2 separate regions of the Hordeum vulgare genome follow, and region 2 is linked to region 1. The links are chromatin contacts, called in public Hi-C maps. All regions are on one chromosome and are shown on one strand. Each heading gives the region's core, a stretch centred on a gene start, on an enhancer-like site or on the middle of the called end of the contact. The rest is flanking DNA. Distances are from core to core; before and after follow the strand shown.

Region 1 (7,604 bases), core at 3,627-6,126:
TAGCCACATATTCTAAATTCGTGAAAATCACAATCTCTTCTAACATATCAATATGGGAAGAGACCCGAAAGACACAAGAAAGGTTTTTAAATTGCAGAATCGGCTTCCAAAGTAACAATTGGGAGGTTCAAAAACACGTCAGTTTTCATTACTTATGGGTGACAAACTGATGATACAATCTAGTTCACCGTTGCCATGGCAGGCCAACGGTGACGAGCGTCGGACGAGATGTTGTATGGACAAACCTGAAAATTTATTTACAAACAAGATTGTAAGAAAATATAAATTCCTAAATCAAGGTGAAACTACCCTTAGGAAGATTTTGTCGATCAAAATAAATGGAAAAGCACAAGATTTTGAGTTCCAAAGTTGTTCTGTTCTCTGAGCTAATTGGCTATCAACCATCTTTGGATGCTGCCGACCTTCTAGACGCCAGACAACCAGAAGTTCAGGAAACATGCTTTTTTGGGACCTTCATAATGTAGCAAATAAATTCTGCATTGTGGAGGTGAAGCTTTTTTAGACGGGGCACACATACATGTTCTTCTCTGAAAGGTATCAGTCATTATAATAGTTCAAGTACATAAGTAATCTTCTTACTGTGAACTTGTGCATGTTATTATTCATGAAAAAATGTTATTAGGAGGGAACGTACAACAGATGAAAACATAGAAAGAAATCTAGCGAAAGATGTGTGCATACATCAGATCCAATGCTTTTACATAAACAAATCCCTTGCATCAACTCATCAGTTGTGATGATAATTCAAATTAATTAATGGTGAAATTTTAAGAATATCATCGCGACTACGGAAAACATGCGAGCAAAATACTCCTACACACTTGTCACTTGACACTAAGATTCCATAGTTGACAACTTGTTACACATACATATCTTCCTTTCCTTCCTCTGGTTCCTTTGCTTTGCTCAGCTTAGTATATAAGACTACACACATCAAGACTACACTATAGATGGCCTTTCTTCCTCTGCTTCGACCACTCGAGCGCACATTGCATCACCTGAGCGCAACATCTATCGGCCGACGAGCCATCGCGACGACTTGAGCTTGAGAATGCCATGCTGCCTGTCTTGCTTCAAGCAGCTCCAAAGGCGCCCTGCTTACGTCTGAGGGCGTTGAACTGCATGGTGTTAACTACCCGCTCCACCTCTCGACCTAGTCATTATAGTTGTTTCACTACCAACAACCTAAAAATGACAATATGTTGTAAGTTTATCCACTTCACCAATGGTGACCAAACTACATCATCACACATCCAGCAAAAGTGTGTTCTAAGTTTATGACATATGTGTGATTGATTGATTGATCCTGTAATGTTGAACGAAATTACAAGATCTAACCCAGGCTCCATGATAATATTGAATGCTAAGGTTTAAAGTAATTTGTATGAACATATTTAATTGGTTGTAGTATGGCATTACTTACAAATTCTCTTGCTCTAACGTTTCTGTTATTGACATGCCTTTTTGTCTTGACCAGCCTCCTTGTTGAGAACAAGCTTCTTCCTTGCTAATAACATGAGCAAGAGATACCTTACCTCTTACTATGTTTTTTGTCGGTCATGCTCATTATTCGCATTTGTTGCTCCTCGGGGACCTATATTTCCTTGGTCTTGTGGTGACAAGGCTGCTTCCCACACACTTCTTCTTTTATGTGAGGTAACATCATCTGTTCCCCGTACCATTCCATTTCAAAATGGCCCACTTCAATAATCTCACCTGCAGTCAATATGTGTGGATCAGATTGCATCCATCTTGTCTGATTTGAGCTAGTACCCGAGGCTACTCTGCCTTTCTGGAGCCTGCTAACTAAATTCTCACCTCCAGAAGAAACTGAACTATGTTTCGTGAAGGACCTTGTTAAAGCAATGTTGGAATAGGTATCCTCAACACCTTCGCCGCCATAATTCGATTCATATCGGATTTCCAGTATTATAGCAGAAGAAAGGACAGACTCAAATGCTTGCAAAATTTGGCCCCTGGACTTTTCATCTTTGGACTTATTCACACGAGAACTGAACATTAACTGCACAGTTGGTGCTGCAGGAGGAAAAGAGCAAAAATGTAAGAACAATGATTACTGAAACAATATCCTTACAGTGGAACAATTTAATATTGGTTAGTTACAATATTTGTTTATGTATTTCAGAGTTACTTTAACACGGTTTTAAACTTGTTAGCAATCTTGAATAACAAGCATCACATATTCCGTACCTAGAGAAGATTGGCAGTAGCCTAGAAGCAATGTATACATCTGACAATAACCAAGATATCAAATTCCACAAAATTACATGGTCACCCAATACTAACATATAAATGTAAATCACTTCTAATATATTATTATCTTATATAATGCAACACAGCTTGCACTTCTACACTAATAGTTATTTAGCACATTAACAATGATAACAAAGTTTTCCATAGGCATATTCTACAATGATATCTTGACATGGTGTAAAATAATACAAGCTGAAATGGAGTACGAGGGAATCTTACCTGTGCCAAGGCTAACAGAAATCACCAGTCCCTCTTTAGCGATCATTTTTCTCAACGAATCTGACTGAACATTTTCTAGAACAGCTTGCCGAATCATCTCGTTGTTAGTTCTCCTACATTTAGATCCTTCATTCATTTTGGTAGCACTTGTTGACAATACATGGCCATATGGTGTATATTCCCTAAGTCTCCTTCCATCATGGTAAGTGTTTGTCGTAACATGGCTAGAACAAATCCCTAGATTAGCATTTCTGTGTTGCCGAATTCCCTGGTCTGATGTTCTTGATAACCCATGCGGACCAGCATATATTTCTTTATGATTTGTAGTAGAGTTCCTTGCTATATCACTGTCAGGGTAGGTAGACAAACCCTGGTTAAAGTGTGTACTTCTCGACGAACTTGGCAGTATATACTGTTTATCAGGAGCAAGCTGGAGCAGAGCAGCTGTAAGCCAGGTCATCTTATCATTAGAGACCCTCAATTGTTTTTCAGTTTCAGAAAGTGTTTACAGTAGGCCTGGCGTAGTTTTTTCATATCCTCCTTTGATACTGTAATTAGTGCAACACAAAATTACAATGTGAAAACATAACATTTATAGTAGTAGAGTTTGTGTAATGCATGGTTCAGGTAGGAATTATCCCCTACTATAAAATCCTTTCAAAGTAATAAATAAACAGAAAAAGGAATATTGTTGCTTATAGGTTGGATGTTTGAAGAATTTTATTTGAATTCTTTCTTGTGCGAATGTGTAGGTGCGAGCAAAAATGTCAGTTATTATTGTGGCGAGTTGAGACATTAAGGACAAAGGCTCAACACATGTTTCAGTAATATCATGTAAAGCTTTCACGGTGTTTGCAGTGTCAACAGATAGTGCCAAATCAAGCAAATTTACCAATTTATCATAAGAAACCAAGCCAGCCTGTCAGGTAATGAAGTATTAAAAACGACAATCATATCTCTGTACTTAGAATGTAATAATGTGTTGTTTAGATGGATAAAAACAAGTATTTTACCAAAAAAGTGTTTTGTGCTTCCAGTTGTAACTCTAACTTGCTGAACTATTCGTGCATTATACCAAAATGGGAGCACATATTGGAAGAGAAATTTGAAGTATATGACGATGATATCATTGATTTAACTTCACAATAAATTCCAGAGTTATATAAGCATTCTCTCTATATATGTCAGCAGTGGCCAGCAGCAGATCCAACAAGCCCTTTATCTAAATATATGTCAATTAGCATCTCTCTCTGCTCTCTATCTCTCATCACTCTGCTCTCTCTTCCTCACCTATCTTTATCTCTCAAGCAGCAGCGCCCAACATGCCCTTTGCTCTCTCCCTAAAGCAAAAGCTCATCCCTTCAAGTGTCTCCCCACCTTCAGCCACGGCGTCGCTACCGCCACCCCTGTATCCACTCGTCGACGACACCAACTCAACCTTCCGCAGATTCTCTAATTTCTTTTGAAGGAGGAACAAAATGCTTGGTCGCTGGATCCATGACAACATCTCCTCTGCGTCTCCCATCAAACCACCGCCCGGCCCCGGCACCACCGACAATGGCCCAACGCCGTGCTGCCCCACCCGAGCCCCGGCGAGGCGGACTCCATCCTTGGAAGCGAGCAAGCCGACCACCATATCGTCCTCCGCCCCGACGCCTTGACCCAAGCGAGCACGCCGACCGCCTTATCGTCCTCCACAGGACGCCTTGCGCCCATTCCCCATTCCTGGGCTCCTTTGACGCAAACGCCAAGGCTTGCCACGACGCCTCGCCCAATCCTGGGCTCGGGCGGTGCGTACGCGCACCCGCGAGCTCGCCATCGTTCCGGCCAAGGTCATCTTCGACGACATCGTGTCCGCCGCGCTCTCCCCGGCCCACCTCACCGCGCCCCCGCTCGCAGCCGAGACGCTCGACATAGGCCCCACCGCCGTAGGATCCGCGCGGGGGATTTGCCCGGAGGATGCGAACGGGCGACAACAAGCGGAGGAGGAGAAGGGGGCGGCGCGGCCGTTGCGCAGACAAGATGACATGGGGTGGGTGAGAGTTGTGGGGCGGGAGTCGTGGGACGCGAGGTGGGTTGATGTGCTGGTTTTCTGTTTTTTTTCTTTTTTCTGTGCGTTGATTTTTCGGGTTTTGTTAACGATTAACGAAGACAATTTTGTTAACGGCGTTTTTGATCCTTGATTGTGTGATACCGTTTCCCACCAAATGCCAACACTGACAACAGAAGCCAAAAATAAAATAAAATGAGTCTAGTCGTTAAGCAAAGCAAAGATTAGACCCCGCAGAAACCGCTAGTTCGCACCCTTTTTTGAGCGCTAAAACGGGTTATATGTCCGTCCGCCCGTGGCTACCCCAAAATTCCTTCCCGTTTCCTCCTCCCAACGTTTTGTGCTTGCCTTGCCCCCGCGGCCTTGGGGAGGGGAGGAGGAGCCGACGAGGAGGGGGGGAGGGGAGGAGGAGGGAGGAGGACACGAATAACAATCGCCACTGCACGGGAGCAATCCCACCCGGAGACACACAACGCGTCGAGACGCGAAATAATGGCTCCGCCGCCCGCCGCTCGGGCCGCTGCCGCCCTCCTCCTCGCCGCGCTGCTCGCGCTGGCCTCCTCCCACGCCGCCGCGGCCACCGGCGTCTTTCAGGTGCACCGCAAGTTCCGTCGAGCAGCCGGCGAGGAAGGGGGTAACATAACCGCCCACCTCGCCCACGACGTCACCCGCCGGGGCCGTCTCCTCGACGCCGTCGACGTGCCCCTCGGTGGCCTTGGCCTCCCCACCGACACCGGGTACTTCCATCCTCTTCTGATCCGCGCTTGTTGGTTTCGGTGCTGCTTGGTTTCCTTACGTTAGGTCTGACGGGGGCGCGCCCGCAGGCTCTACTATACGAAGATCGAGATCGGGACGCCGCCCAAGCCATTCCACGTGCAGGTCGACACGGGCAGCGACATCCTCTGGGTCAATTGTATCTCCTGCGACAAATGCCCCCACAAGAGCGGCATCGGGGTAGGTTTCTCAGTTTGCCTGCCTATGTTTATCCTCTCAAAATTTAGAGGTCTCGTCTCGGTCTCTGTTGGTATCGCGTTTCTGAATTAGTATGATGATGATTTGTGGGGTGAACATTTGGGTGCAGATAGACCTGATGCTCTATGACCCCAAGGGATCATCTAGTGGGAGCACGGTATTTTGCGACCAAGGCTTCTGTGCGGCCACATACGGGGGCAAGCTACCAGGGTGCACTGCCAGCTTGCCTTGCGAGTACAATGTCATGTATGGTGACGGTAGCTCCACCACGGGCTACTTCGTCAATGACTCCCTGCAGTATAATCAAGTCTCTGGGGATGGGCAAACAAGGCATGGCAGTGGCAGGGTCATATTCGGGTGAGTCTTTTTCGATTTATGTAGATTTAAAATCTATTATTGGATGGCATACATTGGATCAGCTATCATCAGTTGAAACGATGCTCTAATTGTTTTATTGTAAACCGTGTGGTTAATCACCTTTGCATTTGAATTTGTAATAGCTATTGTCTGTTACGTAACGTTTACGTTATACTTTGGGCAGTATTTTATATATTTTCTGAAAATGTTTACATGATTCTTGCCTATCTGCCAAGCCTATATAAATGTTTTTCTTTTCTGTTACTGTGTAGCTGAATATGTATTGTTCTCTTTGAGATGTTTAAGATGGATTCTTTGCCCTCTGCCTTGGTTATGCACTTCTGGCATTAGTATATTGAATAGGTAGCTGTTAAGTAAGGAATCAAATTCTGCTGTTTGTTGTGAATATTATAACATACTTTTGTCAGAAATACTGCAATGCAGTAGGCAACAACAATCAAGTGATTAACATGACAGTAACAGACTAACCTAATTATGTGAAACTTTGGCAGCAAGTACATCGACTTCAAGAATTTAATGTGGATAAATGGCTCTTCTGTCCTTTGTAGGTGTGGTGCACAGCAAGGTGGGGATTTAGGCAGTACTAACCAGGCCCTTGATGGAATTATTGGGTTTGGCCAATCAAATACATCAATGCTATCACAGCTAGCTACTGCAGGAAAAGTGAAGAAGATATTTTCTCATTGCCTGGATACCATAACTGGAGGTGGAATCTTTGCCATCGGAGAAGTTGTACAGCCAAAAATAAAATCAACACCATTGATACCCAATATGTATGTACATCGTATCACCATAAAGTTATTATTCTATCTGTTTTATACTTATAGGGACTTTTCTACAGCTGTGCTCTAACAGATACTCCAGTTTATTGCAATTGAATAGATAATAAAATTTGCTTTAGAAGAGACCATCACAGTTCTATATTAGGAACAAAGAAATAATATTCTCTTGGAAATCCATCGCATTCTGCATTGAAGTACACAAAATATTGATGACTTTAACTCCTCTTTTTTATTTTTTTGAACCAAAAAGTCCGCTTCAACCTCGAACTCTAAAGCCTGTTCTTTTTAATCTTGAACTCTTGAATCAATTGATGTTATCCCCTTATCCCTGTCCCAAGAGGTTTTGTGCTGACTGAAATGACATACGGCACCACTTTTACATTCAGCACATTGCCATGTCAGCAACTTAATTACTCCCTCTGTTCCACAATTCTTGTCGTGGTTTTAGTTCAAATTTGAACTAAAACCACGACAAGAATTATGGAACGTAGGGAGTAGAATATGCAGAGAAGTTGAGAAATCAGTAGGAAAAAAAAGAGGAACTGAACCCCTTTTCAGTTTGACCATCTAAAAAAAACTCTTTTTTGAAATTTAGATTTCCTTTTCAGATTGACTGTTAAAAACTTCAGCTACATTTCATCGGTCAGATACTTCATCCAATCCTTCATGATATGAAACAAATGCATAACCACTCTTATTTTTCCTAAGTAAAGGCTCTGAGGTCTGAATTAAACTTAAGAGATATGTAACACACTGATGATGAGCCTTTTGGAATTTGGTTGATGTCAATAATCTGTTCTACGACTGTAACTTGAAGGTCTGGTCCATTCTTTGCTGAAGATAATGCTTAATGATTTTGGAAACTGTTTATAAGTATTCATGGCCATTAATTAATAAATTGACATTTT
Region 2 (7,604 bases), core at 3,824-6,323, 450 kb before region 1:
CATAATGTCCCAATGGCAAGAAGGGCACCATCTTTTTGGCGATAGGGTTTTGCTTCAATTGATGCCTCGTTATACCTACCAAGTTATTCTGGAATTAGGTAGCTCACAAAGGTTGAGGATCACAGCACAAAACACAAAAACGATACATACCTCATGAATATCTCCACAATAAATTGGATAAACTTTTGTAGGTTGCCTTTTCCCCTTTTTCTTACCAATTCACTGACGAAATCCATAGCAGCTGTTCGAGGACTATACAAATCTTCAATTATATCTGTATGCAAAAAAGTGACATCATGAGTAAACAGATGAACACTGAAAGTAGTGCGTGCTACCTTACATTATTGAGATAAATTTGATCAAGCAAGTTTACCATAGCCTTTCCGAACATACTCATGCGGATCTTCGTCCCATAACATTTGGTCATTGTCATTGAAGCACATTAATGGAAATATTATCTCAAAAAGAATTATGTCGATTTGTGGTTGCATCAGCTGATACATGCTGTTCTTCGTGAGACTGCAAGTAACCCATTACAGTTAGTCACCACACATTCAAAGATCACCAGGTACACATATTTTACAGGGTAGATAGAGTAAGGGAAACAACATGCATACGAGGAGATATCCAGTAAGCTACAGATAAATATGCTGAACAGAAATTTCAACATACAGCTAGTAAATGGCTAACACAAAACTACTACCCTCTAAAAGAAAGAACATATACCAAACAGTAGTTATTAAAGGTACATTCTGCTAGGCCAATTATGCATTCATAGGAAAGATGAAAGAGAAGTTGTCACATTACTGATCTCAGTAGAGCAAGTTGTCTTGTTGAAATTATCTAACAGACATAAAGGGACATGCACAGCAAGCTCATGAATAGTGAGGACATGCAGAAACCAGAAATAATGGAAGGTGGCAATGTGAACATCATGAAAGCTGGTTTGTCCTTTGGAAGTACATCATACTGCTGCATAAAAAGTCCCCCACAAACCTGTTGGTGAGATATTGAAGGATAAGATTAATAACCCTCTCAGGCAAATAGCCACCAGTGCGAATTGCATTGAGCAACTGTAGATGGCATCCCAGAATTTTTCCAGCATAGTTCTTTTGAAACATTTGAGCAAAAGCTTTACTCTCTGGTTTATGAACCTTCATATCAGCAAACCTGTCAATGACAAATGAGTAAACAAGTAAAAATAATGATTAACGGAAAACATACCAACTTTTTTCAATACTGACCGACTGTATAAACGGTTCAAGATATGGGTAATCCATTTCTTGACTTTCCACCAGCCCCAAGCTTTCCTAGCGTCAGGATCCGATGGTTGCCCTTCCAATGGAACTGGCCTTTCCAACAAGTTTAAGAACAGAACAATCCATGCATTGAAGATATTTGGTTCAAACAGTTGTTTTGGAATTTCTAGCTGCAGAAAGCACATGACAAGAGGGCTCCCCTTCATAAGTGTAGAATAAGGAAAAAAAACAGGGGGGATAAATTAATAAGACCAAGAACATACATAAATTGAGGACCAGAATATTTTGCAGATCAGCTTGATCAAGTCAGCAACTTCAATTGGAGGATTGGCAATCTGGACAAGTGTGCTGAATATATTCAACAAACGAGGAAAGCACTCCTCAACAATTTGATACAAAGGTATCCTTTCCTCCTCTGACTTGAACCTAAATCATGAGGCATAAATAGGATAAGGTGTCAATTCATATAGAAGGAAAACGAAAGCATTGTGGGTGCAATATCAAGAAGAACAGGAAAAAAAATACTCACCCCGTCCGGAATTACTTGCCACAAAAATGAATAGAAATGGATGTATTTAGAACTAAAATGCATCTAGATACATCCATTCCTCCAACAAGTATTTCCGGACGGAGGGAGTAGTAAACAAGATTTATGTGTATACCATACCCTAAGTCATTTGAGTTACGGAAAATAAACATATACAAACAGAACAATTGATAATTCAACTATCAAGCACATAATAGATGGAAAAGGTGGTATGTATGCTCACTCATATTTCCGGGATAGGATCCTTAGCACATAAAGTGCTCCAAAAATTTGATCCTGCGATTCCATGTTATGTGTAACCCAATGTAGAAGGCTAGGCCACTGCTCAGGGTAATCCGCAAGGATTAAGGTCTTGATACTTTCTCCAAGCTGTGCTCTAAAGATAGTCATGAAAAATGTGTCAATTATCCATATGTTTATCATCAACAATGCCAAATGTTCTGCTTTCACCATTAAGAAAGCACACCACACTGTCACTTATAAAGACAAGAATATGTGAGCTGGTATGCCTAGCCCAAAAAAATTACCATGTGCCTGCATTACAACTTTGAGAAAATACTTTTTGTATAATGCTTCTCGACAAGTGGGGGTTTCATAGAGGAAAACAGGGAACTGATGCTTTCAAGACTAACAACATTTCAAGTTAGGGTAGCGTCCATTATTACCCAGAACGTGTTTCATGAAGGCACCGCCAATATTTTTTACTACATATTGCTTCTATTTTAGAAAACAAAATGGAACTGCAAGCAGCATAAAGGAAAACATATAAGCTTCATTTTCAACTGCAATTAGCTGGAAGATGAAGTATATGTAGGCCGAAACTAAATATGGTGAACATTATTTTCCCTCGATAGGTAAAACAAAATAGTGATATCCAACATTAATGAACATGGTGAATAGAGTACCTTATTGAAAACTACAGGTACAAGAATTCAGTTTATCTGGTAAAAAAACTGACAATATAACAAAGTAACCAAAAAAATGAGCATCACAATTGTAGCAAGCAGCTATGACAGTAACAAGTTAGTGCTTCTTAAGGAAAGGACAGGTGGATTGCGGCAAAGTTATTTTTACCTTAGCAGTGGAGGCAATTGAGTAACAAAGCCCAGTATATTCTCGCGAACCATAGACTTGTCAACTTCTGGAATTTTACGTGTTTCTTCTACAGAAAGGAAACAAAATTGTCAAGATATCCAAATGAAGCGAACAATGCCCAGGTATTACCCTAAACGTACCAGGATCAATAGGAGACCAGGCTTTCGAAACAAAGTTCTTGAAGTGAATGCTTGCGACCTGTCTCACAGCCATATCACAATTTCCATCGACAATGATCTGTAACAATCTCACCAAATGTTGTTGCGTATACTGAAGCTGCAGGAATTGCAGGAACTTCAGCACAGGGGTTCGAAATGAAATAACATATGCATATAGCATCGCAATAACATGATGTATAGAACAAAAAAGACAGGTAAACACTGAATAAGAATGACCAACACAAAACAAAATGACCAGCTTAGTTAGAGCATTCTGCTTTATTCAATTGGGTATATTAGCAAGTAATGCACTGTAGTTGATCAATTTCTCGTTATTGGAAAAGGGATAGCTTTTTACCAATCACAAACAAATGCAAATCAAGTTTCCAAGTATCTTGATGATAGCTAATAGTTAAGAATAATAAGAACATGGCAATATGAGCTGCTTTGCAATCTTCTGAGTCCACAGTTACTTTCTATTTAAAAATATTAAATCTTCCAGGAGTGTTGGTTTTGGACCAAATTCTTGTTAGCTGTAGTATTGGGATACACTATAATAAAATAAAAGAACAAAAACAAATATGAACTTAAGAAAATACAGCAGCAGTCACTCCATATATGATTAACTATAGGCAAACACACTTAAAAGAGTTATTCAGGCAACCTGGTAGATTTGCCTGTTCTGTATAAAGATCAGCTCAAATACAATTTCACACTGATGGACATTACACTCATACGCTCTCATGAATAATAAGTTTCAATTACATATTATGTAAACAAGGGCTATCCAAAATGCAGTGCACTCCAGAGCGCCATTCAAACAGCTATAACGATATAGCAAACAGCTCGTTCTATGCACGGAAGTTGGCTAAGAAACTCTCTTTACAGACAGTTCATCCAAGTGGACGTGTGCAGATAGCTAAAAGAATGGATATTATCACTCTGCTCCAACAAATTTACAATCTTGTGGAAAGATTAAACTGCACCCATACAAAGCATATAATACTATTGACTTCTTTTAGATGCATATAATACTATGACATTAAAAAGGAAGGGAGCAAACAAGCAACTCTGTGATGTACAGATGTTCATCGTTAACAAGATGCATATAATACTATGACATTAAAAAGGAAGGGAGCAAACAAGCAACTCTGTGATGTACAGATGTTCATCGTTAACAAATGCTCGTGTGGAATCATTAGATGATTACATGCCACTAAAACATTTAAAATTTATATGCCGCCTTAGTCTCAGCTGTGATGGCAGCCTGCTTGATTGAACAGGTTGCCAAGCCACCAACCCTGAGGTGTTGATGAGCTGGAACTCAATAATGCCAGCTACAACACTAGCATGAGCTAGGGACACATGCAGCCTGTAAAAACACTGAGCATAGCTCCACAACAAAGACGGAACTAGATGACAACGGGCAGCAAGCATCAAACCAGTCCAGAAGTGAAGCTCATACAGATCACCGGCTCAAACCGATCCAACTCAGCAACCTAGCTCCAGATCACGGAAGACATAGCAACAACAATCAACTTGGCACGGAACAGAGAAGTTGGGTTGACGTGACTGGTTCGATTGAGCAGGATTCCACGGCAAAACGCAACAGCGGAGAGGCGCGAGGCAGTGATCCGACGAACTCCTACCCCCAATCCACCCCCTTCCACCGCGGCTAGACCGATGGCGCGTGGACGATGCAAGCAACGGACCGAGAGTCTAGAGCGCCATCGAGGCGGCGGTGGAGGGGCTAACCTGCTCGAGGCTGGCCTCAGCGGCCTTGCGCTCCTCGGGGGCGTGGCTGAGCGCCGCGCGCAGCACGAGGGTCAGGTTGGACAGATCCATGGCGGCGACCCGACCGAGCTCGAGCAGCGACGGCGGGGCGCGAGGGGCGAGGCCGCAACCCCGAGCTAGGGTTCTCGATCGGCGACGCGGGGTGGTGGAGAGGGAGGGGGGGCGGGGGGTGGGGTGGCGAGTGGGGAGGGTCGGGGGTCGGGGGTCGCCTCCTCCCACTTCTGGGTTCTGGCCTCGCGGAGACCTGGGGGTGTTGAGAGGCGTGCGTGCGTGCGCGCCGCACCGTGCCGTGCGTGCTCGAGGCAGAGAAAGGAGGGGTGGATCAGTGGAGTGGTGCTGGGTATTTAAATCTAGGGTTTGGTCGGGGTTTTGCTCGGGAGCAAGCCCGCCCGGGCAGCAGCGAGACTTCTTCTGGGGGCAAGGCAAGGCCCTCGTCCGAACCCGAGGCCCAGTATTCTGTGAAATCTTGGGTCCGATTTATAGATGGATAAGTGTTCATGTATTTGGCATTCTTTTGGATGCTCTCTAGTGGGCTCTTCACGTGGTTATTGCTTATGACTGTGAAGCGATCATCAAAGAAATCATGTCCGTCACAAAGGAAAGATACAATTTCATTGTCAAGGAGATAGGACTTGCTATTCATAATTTTACCAAACGCGAGTTTGTTTTCGAAGGCTGTGAGAGGAATGTTGATGCTCATAATTTAGCTAAATTTGCTTCTATTTTAGGTGATGGGCGTCACGTGTGGCTGGGTTCACCCCATGACCCTTTTGTCACTCATGTAAATTGTTCCCCTAATCAATAAATATCGGTTTATCACTCAAAAAAAAAGGTGGGCTCTTCACGAGTCAGTCATGGAAGCATTGCACATTGTGTTCTAGTGTCATCACGTGTCAGTTGGAGTGTTTTTTTGACGAAAATTACTATTCTGATTAATTAGCTATAAGTTAAGGACGAATTGACCTCAATTTAAAAAGAAATAAATTGTATTTGGCTTATTTGTCACGCCAATATCTATGGGTCTCGTTTGATGGAAGATGGTGTGGTCCCTACTCTTTCCCCTTGGCCCACACAATGCGATGGCTCGTTGACCGTTTTGATGTGGCTTTTCTCCTGATAAGTAATCCAGCCTTGCGGGCCTACCCCACCCCACCTTCCTTATTCTCTAGCGAGAGTCGAGCGCACGAACAAAGAGGGGTTCTCTCTCGCCCCCTTCCCTCTTCCCTCACTAAATCTTCAAGATCTATTCATTCCATCCCTCAAATCCATGGATGTGAGGCTCGTAGGCATCCTTGAGGTATTATTCCCCCTTCCCTTCGATTTATTTTGGTTGGATCATCTTCTTTTGATGCATTATTCAACATTAGGTGATGTTAGATGAGTAGATGATTTCTTTGTTTGAGGAAAAATATATAGTTGATAGACGATTTTAGATAATCGGCAGATACTAGATGGTGTGTTGTTGAATTTGTAGGCCGTATTAATTTGGATTAATGCCTATATGGGCTATTCATATGTTGTGGGAACCCGCATGAAAAGAGATTATGAACACTTGATGGTTTTATATGGTATGGTTTGTTTGAGATATTGGTTTGGTTATAGATGATTAATGTTTGCATATGATGTCCCATAGGGTATTATCAAGAGAGATGATGAAGAGATGATGGTTGTAGGTGATATTGTTTGTTTGAGAATTTTCCTTGATTTATGGATGATGTGTGTGTATGCACTAGCAATTTGGTTTTTTATTTGCAAGCAAGTCCAATATGTTGAGATGATGTGTGTATGTGGTATGAAAGTATATGATGTGTAGATATCAATGGAGTAGAGAGTACATTTTGTTTTGAACTATGAAAAGAATAATGCATTATGTTGATATGCAAATTCATATGATTTGATATTGTTCATGGCAAATTGAAAGTTATAGCTATGTATATTTAGATGATGTTGGATATGTATATTTAGATCACGTTGTTATGCCAAATTAGTTGATACCTGTTCATCTTTGGTTTTGTAGGATGGCACATGATGGACCTTGGTATGATGGTTTAAGTTATTAATTCGACGAGGAGAATCATGCTCGGGCCATTGATAATCGGCAGGTAAGAAGCAAGACTTACCAATTTTCGGTAATTTACATGTGTGTTTAGGTACTAATCAGAACATTAATTTTGTTTGCATTTTGTAGTTTATATGTGCATGAGAGATCATGGTGCGAATATCTATCTTAAGGACGTGCGGTATGTTTGAATTTGAAGGTCGTTACTGAGGATGCTAGTGAAGATAGTGATACTAATGAAGCAAAAACTAAAACATTTGATTCTAATCATGATCCTCCTAAAAACCGAGCTCCCCAGGTAGAAGCCCCGCCATTCTTAAAAAGTAAAATATATCATGTGGGTAACGGTAATATTATTGGAAAAGGTGTCATTCAAGAATTCTTTGAGTGTGCGGGAGTCATACCAATCATTAGAGGATTGATGTCTACTACACATTTTTATTCTTGTAGACGTTGTTGGGCCTCAAAGTGCAGAGTTTTGTACGACATCAGCAAATTTTCCTGAAGTGGATAACCTAAGATTTATCAATACGTGGGAGGTGTAGGATGAAGATGGTCTCTCTCAAACAACCCTGCAATCAAATACAAGAAATCTCTTGTGTCGCCAACACAACTAGGTGCACTCGTTCGGTGAAGAGACGGTGATACAAGTGTATTATGAATAGTAGATATAGGTTTTTGTAATCTAAAAA

Evidence for each region. A called contact is a pair of places that touch in the nucleus more often than the background predicts.
Region 2: a Hi-C map of leaf shows a contact between it and region 1, with 5 times the contacts expected there. The contact joins the promoter of LOC123426447 here to the promoter of LOC123426446 in region 1. A contact is called at or near these places in 3 of 6 Hi-C or Micro-C datasets (leaf and seedling) and 1 of 1 datasets of contacts at active chromatin or transcription factors (embryo).

What each region holds. Positions count from the first base shown.
Region 1 is chr2H:410,488,182-410,495,785 of MorexV3_pseudomolecules_assembly, reverse strand. LOC123426446 (aspartic proteinase 36-like) reads left to right here and starts at 4,876. Exons shown (of 10, transcript XM_045110291.1): 1 at 4,876-5,301; 2 at 5,389-5,518; 3 at 5,646-5,893; 4 at 6,463-6,687. The coding sequence starts at 5,057. It also overlaps the pseudogene LOC123427703.
Region 2 is chr2H:410,933,404-410,941,007 of MorexV3_pseudomolecules_assembly, reverse strand. It overlaps LOC123426447 (importin beta-like SAD2), which reads right to left and starts at 5,073. Exons shown (of 22, transcript XM_045110293.1): 1 at 4,815-5,073; 2 at 3,042-3,177; 3 at 2,881-2,968; 4 at 2,030-2,182; 5 at 1,523-1,685; 6 at 1,245-1,429; 7 at 997-1,170; 8 at 374-519; 9 at 151-274; 10 at 1-75. The coding sequence starts at 4,904.